Regions from separate parts of the Mus musculus genome. Here region 2 is linked to region 1. Evidence: chromatin contacts called from public promoter capture Hi-C data. All regions are on one chromosome and are shown on one strand. Each heading gives the region's core, a stretch centred on a gene start, on an enhancer-like site or on the middle of the called end of the contact. The rest is flanking DNA. Distances are from core to core; before and after follow the strand shown. Region 1 holds the start of Srpr (signal recognition particle receptor ('docking protein')). Region 2 holds the start of Hspa8 (heat shock protein 8).

What was found. Capture Hi-C pulls out chosen DNA fragments and counts their contacts.
Region 2: a promoter capture Hi-C map of adipose tissue shows a contact between it and region 1. The contact joins the promoter of Hspa8 here to the promoter of Srpr in region 1. A contact is called at or near these places in 2 of 39 promoter capture datasets (liver and pre-B cells) and 1 of 9 other capture datasets (adipose tissue).

The regions. Positions count from the first base shown.
Region 1 is chr9:35,209,176-35,213,563 of GRCm38.p6, forward strand. Srpr (signal recognition particle receptor ('docking protein')) reads left to right here and starts at 2,028. Exons shown (of 14, transcript NM_026130.1): 1 at 2,028-2,230; 2 at 2,817-2,900; 3 at 3,173-3,336; 4 at 3,545-3,705; 5 at 3,955-4,111; 6 at 4,208-4,361. The coding sequence starts at 2,114. Foxred1 (FAD-dependent oxidoreductase domain containing 1) reads right to left here and starts at 1,880. Exons shown (of 11, transcript NM_001291448.1): 1 at 1,632-1,880; 2 at 770-990; 3 at 241-354. The coding sequence starts at 1,716.
Region 2 is chr9:40,798,972-40,803,359 of GRCm38.p6, forward strand. Hspa8 (heat shock protein 8) reads left to right here and starts at 2,305. Exons shown (of 9, transcript NM_031165.5): 1 at 2,305-2,377; 2 at 2,947-3,156; 3 at 3,447-3,652; 4 at 3,768-3,920; 5 at 4,003-4,388. The coding sequence starts at 2,952.

The sequences.
Region 1 (4,388 bases), core at 778-3,277:
GCTGCTCTCCAAGGAGGCTGACAAAAGGGAACCTCCCTGGCCTCACCACAGCTCCAGGAGCAGTGGCCCAGATCAGGACAAACCCTTCTCTAGGCACCAACACTGGAAGACAGTCAAGGATCCCAATATCTTGTTGCCTCAAACACACTCTTCTCCTTGGTTCCCCTTACCAGCTAGGCTACTGATCTCTGGGCTAAAGAAGGGACTCCCACCCCAGCCTTCAAATCTTACTGTACATACATTTATGTTCCGGAGAAAGTTGATTGAAAAGAGTGAGAGCTGGACATTCTCAGGCACGGAAAACTGCTGCCAAATCCCGCCCACAGAAGGCCCTGTGGAGGAAGCCCGTGAATACTGTGAAAAGAAAAACCGACGTAGACTGTCATGATGTAATATATAATGGAATCCTGCAATGGAAGCTGTCAGTTATACATTTAAATGCAAAGGGGAATCATTTTTCAAGGAGCAAGTATGGGTAAATGTTCTGGAGCACGTGTAATCGGAGCACTTGGGAGGCACAGAATGGAAAATGCTGAGTTCAGGGCCAGCTTCAGCCATATATTGAAACCCCATCTCCAAAGAGATTAAACAACAGTAGCAAAGTCTCTTCCCCTTCCCCAACAAAACAATGTTATTGCTGCGGGTCTTTGTTGAGGGAGGAAGAGCCTGGAACTATTTCTTAAGCTCCAAAGTCCAAAGCACAGTCCCTGCCCTCAATGCCACAGTCTGTGTCCTCAATAAGATGACTGCCCTTACTCCCTGACCTCACCGTGTGGTCCTGCTCCACCACCAGCACCCGAATGGCACCTCTTCTACTCTCCAGCTTCTTCAGCCAAAAGGCCACAGACAGACCAAGAATCCCACCTCCTATGATGACCACATCCGCCTGTTCTGGGGGCAGGTGGCTGGTGTCATACAGCACTTCATATTTCTTTCCAGGCAGGATGGAATCAACCTTCTTCTTAAAGTCAGACACCTTTGCATCCCAGTCTGCAGGACATAGTTACAGTTAGATGACTTATGTTCTTTTCTGCGTGGTTGGGGGTTGGAGGATGGGTACAGGAAAAGGGGGGCTGAAATAGGCATTTGGATTGCCACACCTCCAATGTCATCCTTTCTCATAAGATCAACTCATATGCAGCAGTATTGTTAGAACTTTGTTGTTTGGTCTTTGTCCCACCAGGCCCCAATATCATGGATCTCTAACACTGGAAGATTCAACTTCCTGAAATTACTTTCTGTTTCCCCATCAAGCGAGATGTGACTCACATTATTTAGCTCTTGCAGATCTCTCTCCCTCCTGAACCCCATTCTCAGATATGCCAGGCCCAGGGAACGAGTCCCTAGTATACTTCATACTGCACAGCCTTCTAAAGCCGGGCACCTTTGTAATGGTTTCTTATCCTTATCCATCATCGCCAGCAAGCTTCCATTTATATGGCATTGTCCACTGGGAAGTGCCTCCTTGAGAGCCATACACTTGCCTCGGCTCTTTGACCTTTAGTAGGCAAGCCTACCCCTTCCCCCAGCTAACTCGCTGTCCCGCCCGCACGAGGCAGGGGGTCGAACCTTGAAGGTCACATCTATGGAGGGTTTGGGCTCCCCAGAACCACTGCTGCCCTCAGCTTTACCCAGAGTAAAGCCTCCTTTGCGTGTGCGTAGCCCCCGGTATGGGAGGCCCGGGCCCAAGCCAAGACGCAGCGCTCTGCGAAACATGGCCTTAGAGCCCGGCTTCTTTCAGCTTGAGGTGGGTTCCCCTCAAGCCGACTCTGTCCTTCCTGTCATCGGTCCGCGCCACGGGGAATAGACACGAACGCGCCGATTAGCCGGCAGTGCTCTTCAGGCTCCACCCCTCCACGCTATAGGGGAGCTATCGCCTCTGGAGTCCCGCCCCTGTGTGCTATTGGTCAGGCTTGAGTCTACGTCATCTCGCGCGCCCTGAGCGGGAAAGGGGCGGGACCACGGAGGCTCGTAGCGGAAGTGCGGCTGAACCGGTTTCCGGGGGCTGCTGGTGTGACGTGTCCCGCGCTTGGCGCAGCAGGAAGCGGCGGCGGCGGACGCGGCCCGAGTTCCCGGCCCCGGTCTCGGCCTCAAGTCTTCTCCCGCTTCCGTCATGCTTGACTTCTTCACCATCTTCTCGAAGGGCGGGCTTGTGCTCTGGTGTTTCCAGGGCGTGAGCGACTCGTGCACCGGGCCCGTCAACGCGTTGATTCGTTCCGTACTGCTGCAGGTACCACCCCCGCGGGGCAGAACTCCGGGCTGTCGTCCCTCAGACCCAGACTGTGGTCCCCTTTCCAGTAGTCACTCCGCACTTTCCGTTCTGATCTCCTCAAACTGGTCGGTTACCGGCCACCCAGGATCGACTTCCTTGCCTGGATCACAGTATCCCGAAACTTTGCGACGCCCCCCACTCCTCCCGTTTCCGGGGCTCTAGCCACGTTCTGGCGTCCTAATGGACTCGAACTCCCTCTCCACTCATCCGAGCAGCGTGGTTTTCTGCTGTTTTGACGTTGGGTGAAACTGTGGATGCGAGAACACCTTTCAGGAACAGTAGATGGTTCACAGCTGCTAGAAGATCTGATTGTTTATATATGACTGTTTACTTCCTGGCTCCCACGTGTCCTGTCTCCTGTCCCAGCTTTACCCCTTGTCCTTACCTGGTGTCTGTCTGTCTGTCTTTTTTTCTCACGGGGTGCTAGAAATGTCCCAGAACTCCCTTGTTGAGGGCAGGATTATATCTGGTTATTTCCCAAACGTAGTCCAAAGTCTGGTTTTGCTGTGGATGTAGCCTGACTGCTGAAACGCTCTTTTTCCAGGAACGGGGCGGTAACAACTCTTTCACTCATGAGGCTCTCACACTCAAGTATAAACTGGACAACCAGTTTGAGCTGGTGTTTGTGGTAAGTGGGGGTATGTTAGAAAGACAAGTTATGTTCTCAACAGCATCCCCACTGATGAACCTAATTAATTGTGGGTATTGTGTATGTGATAAAGTGATAGAAAAAAGTTAGGAATGTGGAGGGGAGAAAGCAAGCGACTTCTGGGTAAGATTGTAAGCTTGGCTCTCCCGGGGCAGGAAACCTATCTCTGGAGGCTTGGGTTGAGTTGGCTTCCTTCCATTCTGGGCTGGCATGTAAGGAGATCTATTGGCTCCGTCTCCTTCCATAAACAGGTTGGCTTTCAGAAGATCCTCACGCTGACCTATGTAGACAAGTTGATAGATGATGTGCACCGACTGTTCCGGGATAAGTATCGCACAGAGATCCAACAACAGAGTGCTTTAAGTCTATTGAATGGCACATTTGATTTCCAAAATGACTTCCTGCGGCTCCTTCGGTGAGAGGCTTTCCTCCGTTCAAAGGGAAAATTTTCATGATTTAAGAGTGCCTGCCTGTCGGTGGCGCATCAATATTTACATGGGTTCAAACCAGTCACATTTTGTAGCTTGTTTCTTATAGTCCTTTTGATATGTGGGATCTTTTTCTTAAGTCAGAGTTGTCCTCTTGTATGGGTAGAAAGACCAACTAGTCTCTTTTCTCTTTAGTGAAGCAGAGGAGAGCAGTAAGATCCGTGCTCCCACTACCATGAAGAAATTTGAAGATTCTGAAAAAGCTAAGAAACCTGTGAGGTCCATGATTGAAACACGGGGGGAAAAGACCAAGGAAAAAGCAAAAAACAACAAAAAAAGGGGGGCCAAAAAGGAAGGTGTGTTTGAGTTTCCTGACCCTGCTAGGGCATACAAGATGTTAGCATAGTATTATAAAACTCTGTGGTACTCTTTGACATTGCTAGCCTCCTTTAACTTAATGCTCACCACCCTATCACTCCCTTGAGGCATTGTAGTCTCCAAGGTGTTTGGTCCAAGTTGCTCTTTAGGATTTGGAAGAACTGTAGTTATTACCTGGGTGGTTGGGATTTATGTTTCTTTTCCTCCAGTGAGGTTTCTTTTAACAGGTTCTGATGGCACTTTGGCTACTAGCAAAACAGCCCCTGCAGAAAAGTCAGGTCTCTCAGCGGGACCTGAGAATGGAGAACTTTCCAAAGAGGAGCTGATCCGTAGGAAGAGAGAGGAGTTCATTCAGAAGCATGGCAAGGGTCTGGACAAATCCAGGTCAGCACTGTTACCCTGTCTCTGGTGACTGTTACCCAGCTGTGCTGGGGCCAGGGGACTCTCCTCTCATGTTCCTTCCTATGTCATCCTTTGCAGTAAATCTACAAAGTCAGATACTCCAAAGGAGAAGGGCAAAAAAGCACCCCGGGTGTGGGAACTAGGTGGCTGTGCTAACAAGGAAGTCTTGGATTACAGTACTCCCACCACCAATGGAACTCCAGAGGCAGCCCTTTCTGAAGATATCAACTTGGTAAGATGCATAAAGGTCAGAGTGAAG
Region 2 (4,388 bases), core at 1,055-3,554, 5.6 Mb after region 1:
CACAGAGAAACCCTGTCTCAAAAAACAAAAACAAAACCAAACAAACAAAAAGACTTCACTAGAGTTAGTCAAGTCTTTTCCCTGTAGATGGGGTTTCTGGTGAGATTCCTGGAAGCTTGCAGGCTCATGGCTGGGAAGGTAGAAGGGTACTAAGGAGTTGTTAATTTGCTGGAATTCTTATTTTTCCACTGGCAAGAGGCTTCAACTGGATTGCCAGGCAAGGGGCCTGCTCTCTCCTTCTCCTACCCTCAGCATTTCCTGTCTCCCCATGCTGCCTCAGTTTGACTTCTTTTGAGACGGGGTTTCACTGAGTTGCTCAGGCAAGCCTTTGTTTGGGCAGGGCAGGGCAGGCAGGCCTTGTTTTAGACTCTGGAGTCGCAAGGGTCACAGGCCTGAACCACCCACCTCCCATCCCAGAATGTAAGCTTGTGAAACAGACTCCGGCTCTAAATTTTTAAAAATTTACTTACAGACTGACAGTCTCATATATCCTAACTTCTGTCTAGCAAAACTTTTGATCCTTCTCCTCAGTGCTAACTAAAAGCTCGAACCACCACACCTTAGCTTAAAGAAAAAAGAAAAAAGTGGAGAGGGTGATTCCAAGAAAAAACAGTTGTGTCTATTCCTATAAGTAATGTCTCTGTGTCTCACTTTCCCTCAGGTTTCTAATATGGGGTACTACATACCTTAGAAAAGTGTTTTGATATTTATAGAGAGCACTTTACATGTTATGTACACTTTAGGTTAGCAAAAAGCATTGTATTAAAACGATCTTCTTGAACTGCAACAGAGTTACATCCTTGTACATCCTCCCATGAACTCCAAGCCAACATTCCTCCCGAGATGCAAATACCAAAGAAAAAATTTATTTATGACTGTCTTAGTGATTACTAGCTTTTGACAAGGACAAAGAGTCCCCGGTCTTCCGCTAGCCTTCCTCACGTGGTCTGGAGACCTTCCAATTTAAACGCCACAACAGTATTCTTTAAAAAATAAAAAGACAACCTATCTAACTAATAAAGAGCTGCACTCCCTGCCTATTTGAAAGGACGCGTGGAAAGTGCTAGAGAGCCGGGTGTGACGAGGCCCGGAACGCCCAGCCTCCAGGCACTGCGGTTTCAGAGTCTAAGCACTCGCTCCGGCCATTGGCTCAGTCACGTTTTCAAGGACTCAGCGCGGCCGGGCGTTTAATTTTTGGTAAAAGTCAAGTCAGGAGAGACATTACCTCATGTTACTGAAAATAAAAAGGTCGCGATCACTCTATCAAGGACACGGGGCTGCCGGAAACCAGGAATGCCAGTGCCTAGCTCACCCACAAAGGGACAAAAAACATTTATCTTTCGTACATTTATTCCATTAACTGATGAGTCTGGTGGAGCAGAGAGGGGACAGAGGTCACGCTGTCCCCTGTGGGACAGCGGAGGTGGGGAGGGGCGTTCGGCTCAGGGGTAAGCAGAGAGGACTGGGCCATTTCTTTGATAGAGGATCACAAACGATCCTGGGGACATGTGGCGAGCCAGGCAGATCGAGCCTCCGCACTGGGGGGGGGGGGAATCGAGGTGTCCCATTTTGTGGGGGGTGAGGGGTGGGGAAAGCCAGCGAGATAGCGCGGCGGCTTAGCCTCCCACAAGCTGGCAGCACGAAACAAGAAGCCTAGCAGTGCTCCTTAGTCTCAGGCTGGGGTGGACCAAGCCCGAGGCCGGGAAACCGCCGGGCTCAGGGAGAAGGACCGAGGGTCGTGTGGGGGAGGGGCGCAACAACCTTCGCAGCCATTTTGTCCTCGCCCCACTTCCGTCTTCTCTTCCCGGACTCCCCCTCCCTCAGGCTCTTCTCTCAGGCAGCCCGGGGTCCCAAGAGGTAGGGATCCGGCCGAACGCTGCTCTCATTGGTCCGTCGCGGAGGTACCCGCCTTCCTCCCAGGGCATCCTTCCGCCCCCTCCCGCCTGCGCTGCCGGGTCGCGCACGCGCACTCGCCGGCGACCCTCTCCCCTCCCCCAGCAGCTCTGAGTGACAGAGGACTCCCGCGCGCGGGCTCCCGGCGCCCCGCCTTCTCCGCTCCCCCCGGGCCGTTCCCAGAGCGGGGGCGAGCGTGAAAGTTCCAGAACGCCGCGGTCGTGCGTCATCGCGAGGCGGGGCGGGGAGAAGGCGGGACCTAGGCGAGCGTTCTGGCTCTTCATTAGTGCAGTCGGCAAGGGCTGGTCGTCCATTGGCTAAGAAGCTATGATCGGCAGCGGGATGGGGCGGCACCCTTCTGGAAGGTTCTAAGACAGGGTATAAGAGAGAGGGAAGCGGGCGGAAACCGGTCTCATTGAACGCGGAGGCAGCTGCCTGGCATTTGTGTGGTCTCGTCGTCAGCGCAGCTGGGCCTACACACAAGGTGAGGCATGGGACTCGGGGGTTTGCGGGGGTCCGGGGTGGTGCAGGAGTCCCGGGGAGTCTCTTAGGCGGCGGCTGCAGCTCAGGCCGTCACCACCAGGGACAGAGACTGCAGCAGATCCGGAGGATGGGCTGAGTCAGGGCGGCGCCGCCATGGCCTTGTGGCTCCGCGTGGCGGGGGAGGGGAGCCACAGGCGCCCTGGTCTTTTTATCCTGTCTGTGACTTCAAATATAAGGCTTCTGCCCGGCGCCCACAGGGCAGGGCCCCCCGAGGTGGGAAAGGGGGATCCTGGCTCCCGCGGTGCGCGGTCCGGGTGGGGGGGGTTCGGGGGGCGCTCGGAGGTGGCCACGTGCTCCACCATTGTCGCAGACCTTTAGGACAGATGGTTCCTTGAGCCTTGGGCGGGCTGTGCCAGGCTTGGCACAGACCACCTATACTGCAGCACTGCTGCCACGAGCCTGCCGCGTGGCTTCAGGTGATAGGTCTGGGTCACCAAGTCCAGACCCACTGCGGACTGGATAAAAGCCGGAAAGCGAGTGCTTAGCCCCCCTCCTTTTTTTTTCTAATAGCAACCATGTCTAAGGGACCTGCAGTTGGCATTGATCTCGGCACCACCTACTCCTGTGTGGGTGTCTTCCAGCATGGAAAGGTGGAAATTATTGCCAATGACCAGGGTAACCGCACCACGCCAAGCTATGTTGCTTTCACGGACACAGAGAGATTAATTGGGGATGCGGCCAAGAATCAGGTTGCAATGAACCCCACCAACACAGTTTTTGGTAAGTCGCCAGCATCTTTGTGCCACTAGCATGAGTAAAAGGGCTGGGGGGCAGGGCATTTGGAATGTAGAAACAGATCTGCCTTAATAACTGCAGCCTGAGATTGCAACTGTTTAAATATGACAATATAAGGCCACAAGATTTTAAATATGGGCCTTGGCTTCCTGCACTAGAGATTACGTCCATCTAGATGGGTGCTGCAGGTTTTTGTTTTCTGTTTTTTTGGTTTTTTTTTTTTTTGCAGTGATAGGCACTAAGGAGTGTGATGAGGTATGTTTAATATTTTACAGATGCCAAACGTCTGATCGGGCGTAGGTTTGATGATGCTGTTGTTCAGTCTGATATGAAGCACTGGCCCTTCATGGTGGTGAATGATGCAGGCAGGCCCAAGGTCCAAGTGGAATACAAAGGGGAGACAAAAAGTTTCTACCCAGAGGAAGTGTCCTCCATGGTTCTGACAAAGATGAAGGAAATTGCAGAAGCGTACCTCGGAAAGGTGGGTTTTTTTTTTAACAGGTGCCATTTGAGATGGGTGTTACCTTTATGTTTAATTCACACATTCTGATCGGGAATTTGCCAACCAAACAATTGTGCAATTCATTGTTTTTTAGACCGTTACCAACGCTGTGGTCACAGTGCCCGCTTACTTCAATGACTCTCAGCGACAGGCAACAAAAGATGCTGGAACTATTGCTGGCCTCAATGTACTTCGAATCATCAATGAACCAACTGCTGCTGCTATTGCTTACGGCTTAGATAAGAAGGTAGGCATTTCAAATCAAGTACAACTTTGTTAGGGTTAACTTGCCAGAAACAGGCCTGAGCTAAGAATGTCTTATTTGACAGGTCGGAGCTGAAAGGAATGTGCTCATTTTTGACTTGGGAGGTGGCACTTTTGATGTGTCAATCCTCACTATTGAGGATGGAATTTTTGAGGTCAAATCAACAGCTGGAGACACCCACTTAGGTGGAGAAGATTTTGACAACCGAATGGTCAATCATTTCATTGCTGAGTTCAAGCGAAAGCACAAGAAAGACATCAGTGAGAACAAGAGAGCTGTCCGCCGTCTCCGCACGGCCTGCGAGCGGGCCAAGCGCACCCTCTCCTCCAGCACCCAGGCCAGTATTGAGATTGATTCTCTCTATGAGGGAATTGACTTCTATACCTCCATTACCCGGGCTCGATTTGAGGAGTTGAATGCTGACCTGTTCCGTGGCACACTGGACCCTGT